2 separate regions of the Lactuca sativa genome follow, and region 1 is linked to region 2. A link is a contact called in public Hi-C data. All regions are on one chromosome and are shown on one strand. Each heading gives the region's core, a stretch centred on a gene start, on an enhancer-like site or on the middle of the called end of the contact. The rest is flanking DNA. Distances are from core to core; before and after follow the strand shown.

What was found. A called contact is a pair of places that touch in the nucleus more often than the background predicts.
Region 1: a contact with region 2 is called in a Hi-C map of leaf, with 5 times the contacts expected there. The contact joins the promoter of LOC111901458 here to the promoter of LOC111901457 in region 2. A contact is called at or near these places in 2 of 4 Hi-C or Micro-C datasets (leaf and seed).

Annotation. Positions count from the first base shown.
Region 1 is chr2:191,762,711-191,769,552 of Lsat_Salinas_v11, reverse strand. LOC111901458 (probable glucuronoxylan glucuronosyltransferase IRX7) reads right to left here and starts at 3,844. Exons shown (of 3, transcript XM_023897309.3): 1 at 2,819-3,844; 2 at 2,473-2,723; 3 at 1,537-2,369. The coding sequence starts at 3,445. The coding sequence ends at 1,937.
Region 2 is chr2:191,598,209-191,605,217 of Lsat_Salinas_v11, reverse strand. LOC111901457 (protein NUCLEAR FUSION DEFECTIVE 4) reads right to left here and starts at 5,571. Exons shown (of 1, transcript XM_023897308.3): 1 at 3,571-5,571. The coding sequence starts at 5,514. The coding sequence ends at 3,766.

The DNA of each region.
Region 1 (6,842 bases), core at 2,595-5,094, 170 kb before region 2:
AAATAATAATGATTTATTGATTATGTTATAATGACCTAATAATAAAAGTTGGTCAAATAATAATTATTTTGTGATTTAAAAAGTAAGGTCAATAATAATTAGATATAATAATTAGAAGGTAGTAATTTATCATCATTCACTTAAAAAGTAAGTCTAATGATATATGTTGGTGTTGTAGGTTGACTTGTTCATAGTAGGATCCGAGCCATATTCAATTTCTATAAATAAAATGTTTTAATAATTTTATAAATTTTAATATAAAATATAATTTAATTGATTAAATATTTTTCAAAATATGTAAGAAAAAAATATGAAAAATACAATGTCTTTATTTCCCCGTATGATAATTCAAATGGCGAACAGAATGCAAACGTGAACAGTTTTTTCTCTTGAATATCATTGTTTTCAAATTAATCAAATAATAACATGATCGAGAAAATGGACCATCAACAAATATTTTAAATTTCAAGATAAAGTTTGTGAATTGCCAAAAATACTATAAATGTTTTTATTAATCAAAACAAGAAAATAGTTAAAAAGACAATTGAACAAATTCGTTTCCAACTCAGAAGATTCCAAGAAAGCATGATGACTTTTAAACCAAATACGGTTTATATTTGAAAGAAAAAAATTACTTATATGTTATGTTATTAAAAAAATTGTGTTAGCTTTTTATTTTATAATCATATTTCTCATATGGATGTGATCGAATATAACAGTTTATATATATATATATATATATATATATATATATATATATATATATATATATATATATATATATATATATATTATAAATCATATAAAAATATTTTAATACATAAATTGTTATACGTAAAAAAATTGTTGTATGAATTAACTTCATTATATATATTCACCGATAGTAGTTATTATAAAAAGCATGTGAGTTGGATTTGAGTTAAATGTTTTATTAATTTTATCTTGTTGAATAATATTTTAATTAGTTGACGTGAGAAAAAATTTATTAAACAACGTATGAAATGAAATTTCATTTTCTTTTAAAAGAAGAACACAAAGATTATACTATTTGGAATAAAATTCACATTTCAAGACAAGGACAAAAGTTATCCAATATACCCAAAATTCACATTTCAAGACAAGGACAAAAGTTATCCAATATACCCAAAATTCCCCACAACCTTTTTACCGAATTTCAAGAACCCGTGACCTGTTCTGCCATAATAAATACATTCCCCCTCGACAAATTTCACGTGCCAAACTGTCTCATATTTGCAATAAACATCCCTGTACAATACTAAATCTTCTCATTTACATCCTTCTTATCTACAAAATTTTTATCTTTCACAGATGTTTTTAAGCAAAATAATATTTTCAAAACCATTTTTTTTTATAGAATTTCTTACTTTAAATTTTCATACACCAAACACATTTCATATTTCTTACTTAATGTTACAACAAAAGCGTTTTATTAAATAAAAATTGTTATAAATATATTCATTTATATAATAAGTTTAATCGATTAATTAAACAATGATAAATATATTATCACAAATATAAATATAATAATAAATATATTAGTATAAATATAATGTTTTCTTACAGATCACCAAACAGTTTCTAATATTATTTACAAATATAAATCAGCAAAATCGTTCTTTCCACTTTCAAGGGTCCCAAATTCTATATTTTCAAAGTGTAACATCGTCGTCACAAGGAAGACAACGTCAAATCGTTACGAGGACCACCCCGCATAATATCCCTCCTCGTACGTTATGTATACCAGCATCAATCGCCGATCGCCAGCTCATCAACACGTGAATGACAGCTTGGCGTAAAGTGGGGGCCCACATATGTCAAAATTTCCATCTAATTAGCTGGAATTTCTATAAAAAAATGATTTCAACATGTATATGTATATCTTTTTTTGGTCGTTGAAGATTGAAGAATGAAGAACCTATTCGAGTTTCTCAGATAATGCAACGAGGATCTGCCAGGTGGCATCACCAACTTCCACGTCATCGTGGAAGAGCAGTGCCTGCTTGACCTTTGGGTCCCACAGGTTTCGCTGGATGGCTGACAGGTTCGTGGCCGCCACGTAATCAAGTATTCTGCGAAGCTTCCCGACGTCCCTCTCCGCCACCGTGAGAGATATCTCCGACCAAGGCACGGCGGTTTCGAACGGCAACCGGATGCCATCGGCAATGATCACCGGGATGCAACCCAACGCAATTGATTCCACAAGTCTAGGACTCCACGGGGCCCACCCGAGTGGGCACAAGCAAAACACCGACCGTACGATTTCGGACAGATAACCGGCGAACCGGTTTCTTCTCAGGTAGAATCGCCGGTCGTTCCGGTACTTCCGCAGTATCTCCGTCCTCACGCGCCTGTAAATAGAATATTTGGATTAGGGGCAATTTCGTCACTACAGAATACAGAACGAGAAGAAGTCAATTTGATGATAAATGGGAATTTATTATTAATTATTACTTGCTGTAGAATTGACCGCTAACGTTCTTAGGGTGGACTTCCATTTTTCCCCGGAAAAACAAGAAAATGTCCCGCCGGCCAGTGATCGGTGACATTGACAGTACAGACTGAACTTTCTCCGGCGATACGTAGGGTGGGATGACGATATTCTCAACATCTTGACATGGGTGGTGGTATCTAACGCCGAATGTTTGTAAGACAATCGAATTCCTCATAAATTCTGGTATGCCATCGGCGATGGCTTTATTTTCCTAATTCATCGAATAAAATCAAATTTTCATAAAAGCCAATGATTAATTGAAGATGAGCGAACTGAGATCATCGAATTTTTGAAAGTTTCGTATACCATGGAGTGGAAACATGCTCCGAAGTCATGAGAAGCGACGAACACGTGATCGGAACCATTACTCCTGTTCCAGAAAGGAAACTCCGATGAAATTAATTCAACTGCAGACGATAAAAGCCCACGTGCATGTCCGATGGCGGGGAATCCATTAACGGTGCTGAAGTTGCAGGAAACATAAATCGGCATGAAGAAGAAGTCGGCCACCGCTGGATCAAACGTCCGTACGTTGCTTTTAATCAATGCTTTGTGTATCGCCACCTCCGACGCAAATAAATGGTTGCTACATCGCTTGTTTGACAGCCAATCACTATTGTATTTCGATGGCAATTCGTATATATACACTCTCAAATCCTTCAAAGATCTGGGTTGCCGGAGAACTGCGGCGTCTGAGAAAACACCGGAGACAGAACGTAGTTGTGGTTGAGGAATTATAGTTTTTAACGACGTGGTCGCCGGACGATGGTTGCCGAGAGACGTAGCAAAGAAGTATAAGGAGAGAGAAAACCAGAGAATCCATTTGAAGTATCGAAAGCGAAACGGCGTCTTTGTTTTTCCATGTCTACTCCGTAAAAGCTTCATCCTTACATAGAATTCATTCCTGTTCCTGGCCGATCCAAAAACCTCCATTTTTTTAAAATCTTTATCTTGAATCAATCAAGAACAAGAACAAGAATTGGTGATTGCTGCTAGTTCCATCACAAGGAAATTGAATTCATTTCTGGTTGAAGAAGTAGAAATCCAGAAACCCAAAATTGAATGTTTCAACCAAGATGAATCAAACAAGAACGATTTTTTGATTGTATAGTCATCTCGAATTTGAAGTTGATTAAGAAGAAGTAAAACCGTCCATGGAGGATGATGTTGTTGCAGGGTCAGAAATTCAGACAGAGAGATACGAATTCATGAAAATGACTGAAATGTCTTCAAATTGGGATGAACAAAGGAAGTATAGATTGAGGGGTACAAATTGAAAAAAAAAAAAGGCAATGTGAGGAAATCAAGAAAAAAAGTGGAGACTGCAAAGGGATTTTCAAAAATAGACGTCAGGCGTATATTTGGTGAAGGTTAAAAATAATTTAAGGGAAAAAACGCTAAATTTATAAGTTTTATTATTATTATTATTATTATTATTATTATTATTATTACATAAAAGGAACCGTTCATTAACAATAAAATTTCTCCATACACAATAATTTATACTTTAAATGGTTGTATCGTACAACTTCATTAAATATAAAATGTTATCTATAAAATAAATTGTTATGTACAAATCACTTCCCTACATAAAAACTAAAGGGTGTTTGATCGGTAAAACAACTTATATTTTATTTATAAAAAATGTTTAGTAATTTATTTGGGGTTAAATTTGAGTTAAAAAAAAAGCATAACTCCAATTGATTATTGACTACTTTACTTGATATGTGTGAGTGGTTGGGTTTGTATGCGGTTGACTAAAAAAACATTCCATTTTACCATTTAAACATCTTGCTTAATTATTAAATTATTTTTATTGGTTGAAAATATGTTGTTTTCCGAAAAAATTGATTACACATAATTAATGATAGATTGGCTTTTGTTAAAGGATATCGGTGTCTATTTAGCATCATCTTAGTATTAAGGTGTCTATTTAGCATCATCTTAACATCATCTGTTTGTATTTATCCTCTCATATTTGCTTTTTTTTATGTGAATGTTTTTGAGTTTGTGTGTATCCTCTCATATTTGATTTTTTATGTGAACGAAAAAAAATTACATATAATAACACTTTTTGTTTATCTTAGATTAAAACAAAATAAGATCATAAAATCATACGATATATTTACTACTTAACTAATAAATAAGTGTTCTGACACCTAAATACCTAATTATCACTACTTTATAGTTGGTATTTTCGTTATACCACATCATCAAAACAATTTATTTTTTATTTTTTAATTAAGTAATTATTAATTAGCTAAATTAAATAAAACTACAACATTTTCATTAAAATTAAACGTTAAATATTAAAATAAAAAAAAAAAACTAAAAAAAACCTAGAAAAAATATCAAATATAAAAAAATTACATATTCCTATATTTATTTTTGACGCTTTATTTTACCGCAAGGAATATCTCTATATCCTCGGCCTCGTAATCTTCGACTTTCATCTTCAAAATTTCCAAATCTTTCTTTTTTTGCTTCACAAGTTGTGTTTGTAATCTTCTTTCGCTTCTTCCATGATCTCAATCTTCCGTTCTTGGAGATTTACATATCGATCAAATTTCTCTTTAAAATGATCAATAACACTACTTTATGAATTTTTTTGAAGTAGAGTCGGAAGTCGGTTTTTTCGTTTTATTCCTTCCAATGGGTCGATGAAGAGGTCCTTTCACTTCTAATTCATATGACTAATTGTTTATGTCAATAAATGTTTGTCCATCTGATTGTTGCGAGGGAGATTTCCTTGAGCGCTTAGATCCATATGAAACTGATTCTTCTGTGAGAAGCCATTTGTGATATTTTTTTAGATCATACCAAGCATTCACATATGAAAAAGGCTTTTGTGTCAGTTGTGACTCTTGGTATTGCTTAAGCGTCACCACAAATATGTCAAAATTATTCGCCCCACTTTTGTGCATATTGCTCAAGTTGTTTTGAATTTCGTTGAATTCGGTAATTTTGAGCCTTATGTTGCACCATTTGGAAGTTAGTTGGTCGATCATTCAATACTCTCCTTATCGGGTCTTAGCTAGCCGCAATCCAAGCCTTAGCCAAAACAATTTCTTATTTATTGTCCAAATTCACGCGCCGATAGAAACGGGTTTAGGCTTTTGCCTTTTCAATTGGTTTTTTTGGGTTTCACGAATTGTGTTTTGTGTACTTCACCAGGAGAAGAAGGGGTAACACATAGTGAAATTGGTGGTTGCGATAGTGGTTGTTGCATGAAAAAGGGTTATTGGTAGACAAAAGCAGATTGCTGGAAAAAATTTGGTGGTGGGAAATGTTGTTAGAAGAATTGTTGTTGTGGGATAGGAGAGCCATGGACCGATTGTAGTTGCGGGACAGGAAAGTCTTAGAGCAAATTCATGAAACCACCTTGTGGTGAGTCTATGCTAGGAAAATATCAGAGAGTTGTGTCTAACGTAAATGTACCATCACAAATTCGGGATAAATTTGCAGGTGGTGTGTTGGGATTTTGTTTCATAGTTGGCACAATATTTGAATATATATGTTTTAGGATAAGAAAAGAATGGTGTAAATTTTTTGAAATGAGTTGGTTAATTTATAGAGTAAAATTTAATATTTAATTCTTTTTAAGCATAATTGTTACCGAATGGAAATAAACACATACGCATCCAAACCTTCGTCATATTGGCCGTTGTGATCCGTCCTCAACACCACGAACCACCACAACCATGACCTGGGGTGGTGTGTACAATCGTAGAGGCGTTGCGAACTAAGCCACAGACACCACTATGCAATGAATACTAAGAAGCCTAAGTTATTTTTAGTGTTTGTCAAAGTTTTATTTTATGTGTAATAATGAAACAACTTATCAAAAAAATTTTAAATAAGTCAAAAAGTAAATAGAAAATAACTTATCAAAAACTTCTTATTTAAGTCCATAAAGTGCTTATGAGAACTTTTTATCCATGCATTAAAACTCCTTATTACTTGTGCAAAATCGAAATAACTTAATAATCACTTCAAATAATTAATTCTAAACACCCCTAAAAAAATACTCATATATATATATATATATATATATATATATATATATATATATATATATATATATATATATATATATATATCATTATTGTGACATCCCCATTTTCACGGGCCATTTTAAAACTTTTATTTATGCTTATTTTGTAACACCTCAAATTTCAAACCAAAATATTTATTTTTAAATTACCCAAAATATTGTTCATAAACCAAGTGATCGGAAAAACACAAGTATCAAATACAATTCATCATCACAAAATATCATAGTGCCACAAAATGCCTAGTAACAAATCTCACAGCGAGTGTGTACAATCAG
Region 2 (7,009 bases), core at 4,322-6,821:
CTGACATTACGATTACAATTTTCTGAATAATTGATAATTAACATACCTGATGACTTGAATGACGAAAACGGTGGTATGAAGTAGGCTAGCCGACCGTGGAGAGGAAGGAGGAAGAAGTTTGGTCGAGGTCGATGTCAAATAAGGACGTGTAGGGTTTTAAATTATTAAATTAATCTGCCTAAATTAAAGGGAGTGGTTATTTAATTACCAAAATTAATAGTTTGAGATTACAATTATCCCTTATCCATGTTTTTAAAATAATTGGTCCATATTAATCCTTACATCCATACAATAATTATCAATCCACATATGAACCTACCTCTCTCTCTCTCTCTCTCTCTATATATATATATATATATATATATATATATATATATATATATATATATATATATATATATATATATATATATAGGGATTAGTTAATATGTGGCTATTATGTACCTAATATTAGGTATAGAACCATAAAAAACTACATATTTTAACAAAATGCAATCAAATCTCTCTACCATCTTACGTGTACCCTCTATAAGACTATATGATAGACTTTGTACACATTTTTATGGAGTTTTAAATATTTGATTTTACACCACAATCCATGTATAAGATCACATTATCAACTACCTATAAGTCTTGATATCCAAATTTAATATAGAAAACTATAGTGAAAGATTAAAATTGTTCATTAAAAAACCAATAAACTTTTTCCCATAACACCTCAAAAAGAATCATGCAAGTATATATATATGGTAGGTGTCAAAGAAAGTTATGAAGCCTACTAGAGGTCTAATATAAACAACACATTCGAAATACATAAATGTTCGAGATAAATTATAAAATCAAAAATAATATGAGCTCAAAAGCAATCAGAAGAAGCTAACAATCAAAAATATTGTGTTCTTTTAATCAAAATAAGTCAATTTTGATGGTTCTATACCTAATATTACATACATGACAGCCACATATTCACTTTTCCCATATATATATATATATATATATATATATATATATATATATATATATATATATATATATATATATAGAGAGAGAGAGAGAGAGAGAGAGAAAGAGAAGTAGGTTCAAATGTTTCTCACATCTATTGTGTGATAGAATGCCCCAATAAGAATTTAGTAAACATTAAATGTATATTAATTGATATTCATACTTATAATTCTTTTTTATGGAAACTAATTAAATTTGTCATTAATAGTTTGAGATTACAATTATCCCTTATCCATGTTTTTAAAATAATTGGTCCATATTAATCCTTACATCTATACAATAATTATCAATCAACACATGAACCTACCTACCTTTCTCTCTCTCTCTCTCTCTGTATATATATATATATATATATATATATATATATATATAGGGCTTAGTTAATATGTGGTTGTTATGTACCTAATATTAGGTATAGAACCATAAAAAACTACATATTTTAACAAAATGCAATCAAATCCCTATACCATCTTACTTGTATCCTTTATAAGACTAGATGATAGACTTTGTACATATTTTTATGGAGTTTTAAATATTTGATTTTACACCACAATCCATGTATAAGATTACATTATCAACTACATATAAGTCTTCATATCCAAATTTAATATAGAAAACTATAGTGAAAGATTAAAACTGTTCATTAAAAAACCAATAAACTTTTTCCCATAACACGTCAAAAAGAATCATGCAAGTATATATATGGTAGGTGTCAAAGAAAGTTATGAAGCCTACTAGATGTCTAATATAAACAACACATTCAAAATACATAGATGTTCGAGATAAATTATAAAATCAAAAATAATATGAGCTCAAAATAATATGAGCTCACATCTATTGTGTGCTAGAATGCACCAATAAGAATTTAGTAAACATTAAATGTATATTAATTGATATCCGTACTTATAATTTTTTTTATGGAAACTAATTAGATTTGTCATTAATGTCAATAATAATATTCTTTCAGAATGAATTCATATTTATAATAATAAAAGTGTATTCTAGCAGAACGAGAGTAAATTCTACTAGAATACACCCTCATTCTTCATATTTCATACAACTTTATTGTATTTTAAGTGAATGAGTCCTGAAAGAATGTTATTGCTGACATAAAAACCTAGATACTAATTTATTCTGAAAGAATGTTATTGCTGACATTAATAACGAATTTAATTAGCTTACATAAAGAGAAAATTATAATTATGGATAATTTTTAATATACATACAATTACAGAAATCATTTAATATCTATCTTTATTTAATTAAATAATAATTAAATTTTACTAAATTCATATTTTACATTCTAGCACTCAATAAATGTACGAAACAATAGCCCTATATATATATATATATATATATATATATATATATATATATATATATATATATATATATATATATATATATATATATATATATATATATATATATATATATATATATATATATATAAAATGATATGATGCATAAATGATGTATATTGTATGCTTTATAAAGTGCGAAAATACACCTTTTTAGCCTAACTCATAATGTGAAAAATGAGGATATATTATATTTGTACAATCATAACAAACTCGTTTATAATGACTATAATCATTAATTAATATTTTTTTTTTGAGAAACTGATACTTTGTTTAGTTAACTTGGATCATTATTGTAACGATTTCAAAGAGAATTTGTTTATTTGTTTGTTTAATTACATGCAAAGCGAATGCTTGTCATAGGTCATTTTGTGATACATAAATTAGTGTTAAAATGTTGTGTTATAAGTATCATTTTATTTATATACAATGTCATATTGGAACAAAGACTATTACATTCACATGCAGGGATACAGGAACATATAAAAATTGGCTTACTAAATACATATTTTTAATGCTAACTAGGTTCAAATCTAGGTAATAAAATTTGTAATAATGATATTATTATATAACGACTCTTTAAAAAAATCAAACATGGCACACGTATATAAAATGTTATAATAAATATATAAAATAATACCCATTAACTATATTCCAAGAATTTGAATAAATTCTTGAAAATCTCCGAAAAAGTGCTGTAAAAAGAATTAAAAGATAAAACAGCAAATGTGCAAAGGACAAAAAAAGTGATATTTGGGAATGCATCAGGTACAACCGTCCACAGCGTCAGCATATAAGTCAAAAAGTACTATTTAACTATTTATTTGCAAAAGGTCATAAATATCCCTAGGATCACGGATAAGCTTTACCCTGTTTTTAGGACTATTTAGTATTTATTTATTTATTTATTTCTAAATAACATCACTTTTCGGCTCCTTTTCTTTTTTCAAACTTATTTACGATAGATTAAATAAAAAATAGGTGAATATTTGTTTGTTGTGGCAGAATAAGTTTATATATAATTAAAACTTAATAAGTAAATACTGAAAATAATTTTGTTATTGATATTATGTATAAAATAATAATTTTTTTAGGTTAATTATAAAAGAGTAACGATTTAACAAAAAAAAAAGTAGAGATATTAGAATACTTAAATCAAGACTAAAAAATATCAAGAAGGATTAGATAATTATAACATATAACTACCTCTAAAAAGACTAATCTTGTTTTCACTATAAATAAATATTACACCTTGTTCATGAAAAAGACACATATCACATGAAATTAATGTGTAAAAGAAAATGGATATATTTTTCACTTTATAATTACCATATAGCATTCATAGTTACAAACTCAAAAGATGATTTGATTACAAACACATTTCGGAATGTTCTTAAAGTGCTTATGTGGCAATGATCTGAGCTTCGTCTCTGAACTTCTTGTAAATATCTCCATTGTAGAACTTTCGAGTTCTTATCACCAAAATCAACGAAGATAAACCACCAAAGCAACAAACGCAAGCCAATATGATAAAAGACGACCTGTAACAATGGTTGCCCATGCAAACCAACTCTTTAACTGCTGACCTATCTAACCCTTTCTTCGCAAGCCCCTTCAATGCTTCTCGATCATACAATGGCCCTGTAACCCTAACATTCAAGATGTAAGATCCCAATGGGCTTCCCAATTGCCCGCAATTGAACAATGTCGAGTAGTATTTCAATCCGAAAAGCTCTGAAATGATGGCGAAGATTAAGGGCAGTTGTGCCCCAAATGAGAATCCGATGATGATGGAAGCGACGTAGACAGATCCCGGAATCGGAAAAGCAATCAGGAGGAGGCCGGCGCAGGAGAGGAAGAGTACAAGTGTGAACATTAGTGGTCTTGGGAATTTGTACTTCACCAGAAGGATTTCCGATACGAATCCGGCGAAGATCCGGCCGAAGTAATTCCAGATACTTAAAAGGGAAACGAATGATTTTATCGTCTTTGTAGGGTAACCTAAAGATTCGCCGATTTGACCTAAATTGTCTACTGCGGTTAAGCTTGTTCCAAGCCCACAAAAAGTTGCAACAAACAGAATTAACATGTCTGTGCTTAAAAGTGCTTGAAGAATACTGTAATCCTCTCCTCTTTCAGGCTTATTCAAGAACACATTAGCAAAACAAGATGTTTTCGCTTTTGGTTTTGGATTTGGATTATCCAGTTCCAATGATGTGGGATTTGTGGATTGATGTTCATGATTCTGATTCATATTCTCGATTTTAACCTCGGGAACGATAACTGGTTGGTGTTTGTTTCTCACCCAGAGGTTCAATTCCTCTTTAATGGCCATAAAAAGGGGGACAAAGAGTACGAAAATTACCACAGAAGCACTACCAGCGTAAGCCCTTCGTGAAAACGTCACAATATTCTGAGCAATCGTCATCCCCATTATGAACAATGCTAGAAAAATCGAGACGCATAAGAAACGGTAGAAGATTCGGAGCTCATTCGGTTGTCTCACCAGGGTCATCGCTCGGATCGTGTACACAAACACCACAGAAATCGCCGCCGGGAGCCAGGCAATCAGCAGGATTAACGATTTCGAATCGTTTCCATAAATAGCCAAGTAGATTTGAGTCATGATGGCTCCACTTAATCCTGTGAAACCTTTCAACAATCCCAGAACAACTCCCCTGCTTTCCGGAAAATTACAGACGGTTGTCACCAACGCTCCGGTGTTCGCAAAGTTCTGTGAATTCGCTCCGATGCAAATGTATAAACACATCTGCCAGACTTTAGGTTTCGCGATTCTGTTGGTGACAGCCAACCATATCATGAAGTAACCGCCAAAATTCAACGCAGATCCGAGTAATAGCACGAACCATGTCGGAGTGACCTCCGCAATTAGGCCGGAGAGAACACCGACGTTGGCACCAAGGTCTTTGAAGAAGCCTAGGAGGTTGAGGGTGGTTTGATCGTAACCAAGGGAGGATTTGATGTCTTTGGAGTAGACGCCGAAGAGGTACGTCGCTCCGGCTCCGGTCATGACTAAGAAAGAAGCGAAAAGTGAGAACCAGCGGCCACGGATTACATGGACGGCAAACGGCAGACTTGTGGCGCTGCCGGCGACGGAACCGGAGGTGGTGGTTGAAGGCGCTTCCCCCATGTTTTAGGAATATTTTGGGATGAAAGGCGGAAAGTGTGAGTGAGTAGCGAAGAGTGGGAGTTACAGAGATATATATATAGAAAGGATTTTTGTTTTAAGATTTACATGGCCTCGGTTGTAGGGTTGTTTGGATCATCTATTTAATATATTTTATTTTATTTTTGGAAAGTATTATAAACATAAATATACAGTATATAATTTTGTGTAACTGTTTTTATAATTTACAGTCTAATTATATACATTAGTTCGTAATTACGATAAATTAACTAATACAGTATAATAATTAGATTGAAAAATGATTACGAAAAAAATAATTCAATGTAGAGTGTAGAGACCAATTTTCCTAAACTAACGTGATAAACTATTAAAATAATAAAATTGAGTTCACAATCTATATTTTCGTTTAAAATATTTTAAATATATCTTGGTCCTATAAAAATCTAGACGTCCAACTTATAAAGTTTTTACGATTGCCAAATTGCGTTTTATCCAGCTTATAAAGTTCTTACAAAATTAAGATAAGTAAGTAACAATTATTATTTTTGTTTGTTTTACTGACGTCATGACTTTTTTTATATATGTATTAAGATTAAGATATTATATTTATGAAATCTATTTTGCTGAGTTATTCGATAACTTTAGTCTTTTCGCCGATAAATTTGCTGAGTTTTGCAAAATTATCCATTATGTGATATGAATATTACATTTCTAAATATCAAATTTATAGAATAGACGCATGCACCAACAACCATATTTTATAACCCAATATTATAAAATAAATCTTTTTCAGGGATAACATAAATAACTACCAACTTCATTATAATTTTCGAACTCTATTATTATAATCCCTTATTTAAGGCAGTATGATTATAATAAGATATCCACTTTAGAAATCTTGTTAGAAACTCATTTCGTAGTTCTATGTAGATGTTTTCTCATACGAAAAACATGCTCAAAATTCTAGAAATAATAATTGGAGACTATTTTATTCAAACCATCTATATAATATGTATTAGGTGTGAGACTAGTATATTATACGGGTTAATTTAAAAAATGATTAAACTTAAAGTATAAAAATAAAATATTTTTTAATATACAACTTTAAAATAAAAAAAAAAGAAACGAATTTATTACAATTTAATATCATATATATGATATTTAATACTTTACATATATAAGTATATGACTTTAACTAAAAATGAAAAAAAAAACAAAAATTAACAAGTGGATAATATTTATTTCAAAACTACCACAAAATGACACGTGTCAAATCTCATGAGAGAATGACAAGTGGCAAAAAAAACCTTTATTTATTAAGGAAGATTTTAGACAACACTAGTTCATAGTTACAAGCAGTAGTTTTTATTTTTTGTAGAAATGTTGGACAATGGTAGCTAATAGTTTAAAGACCAAAAGTTATTTGAAGTATCTTTTGGTTTATGAGTTTTATGTTTAAAATAAAATCTGAAAACTTGTAGAACATGGATTTTTTTTT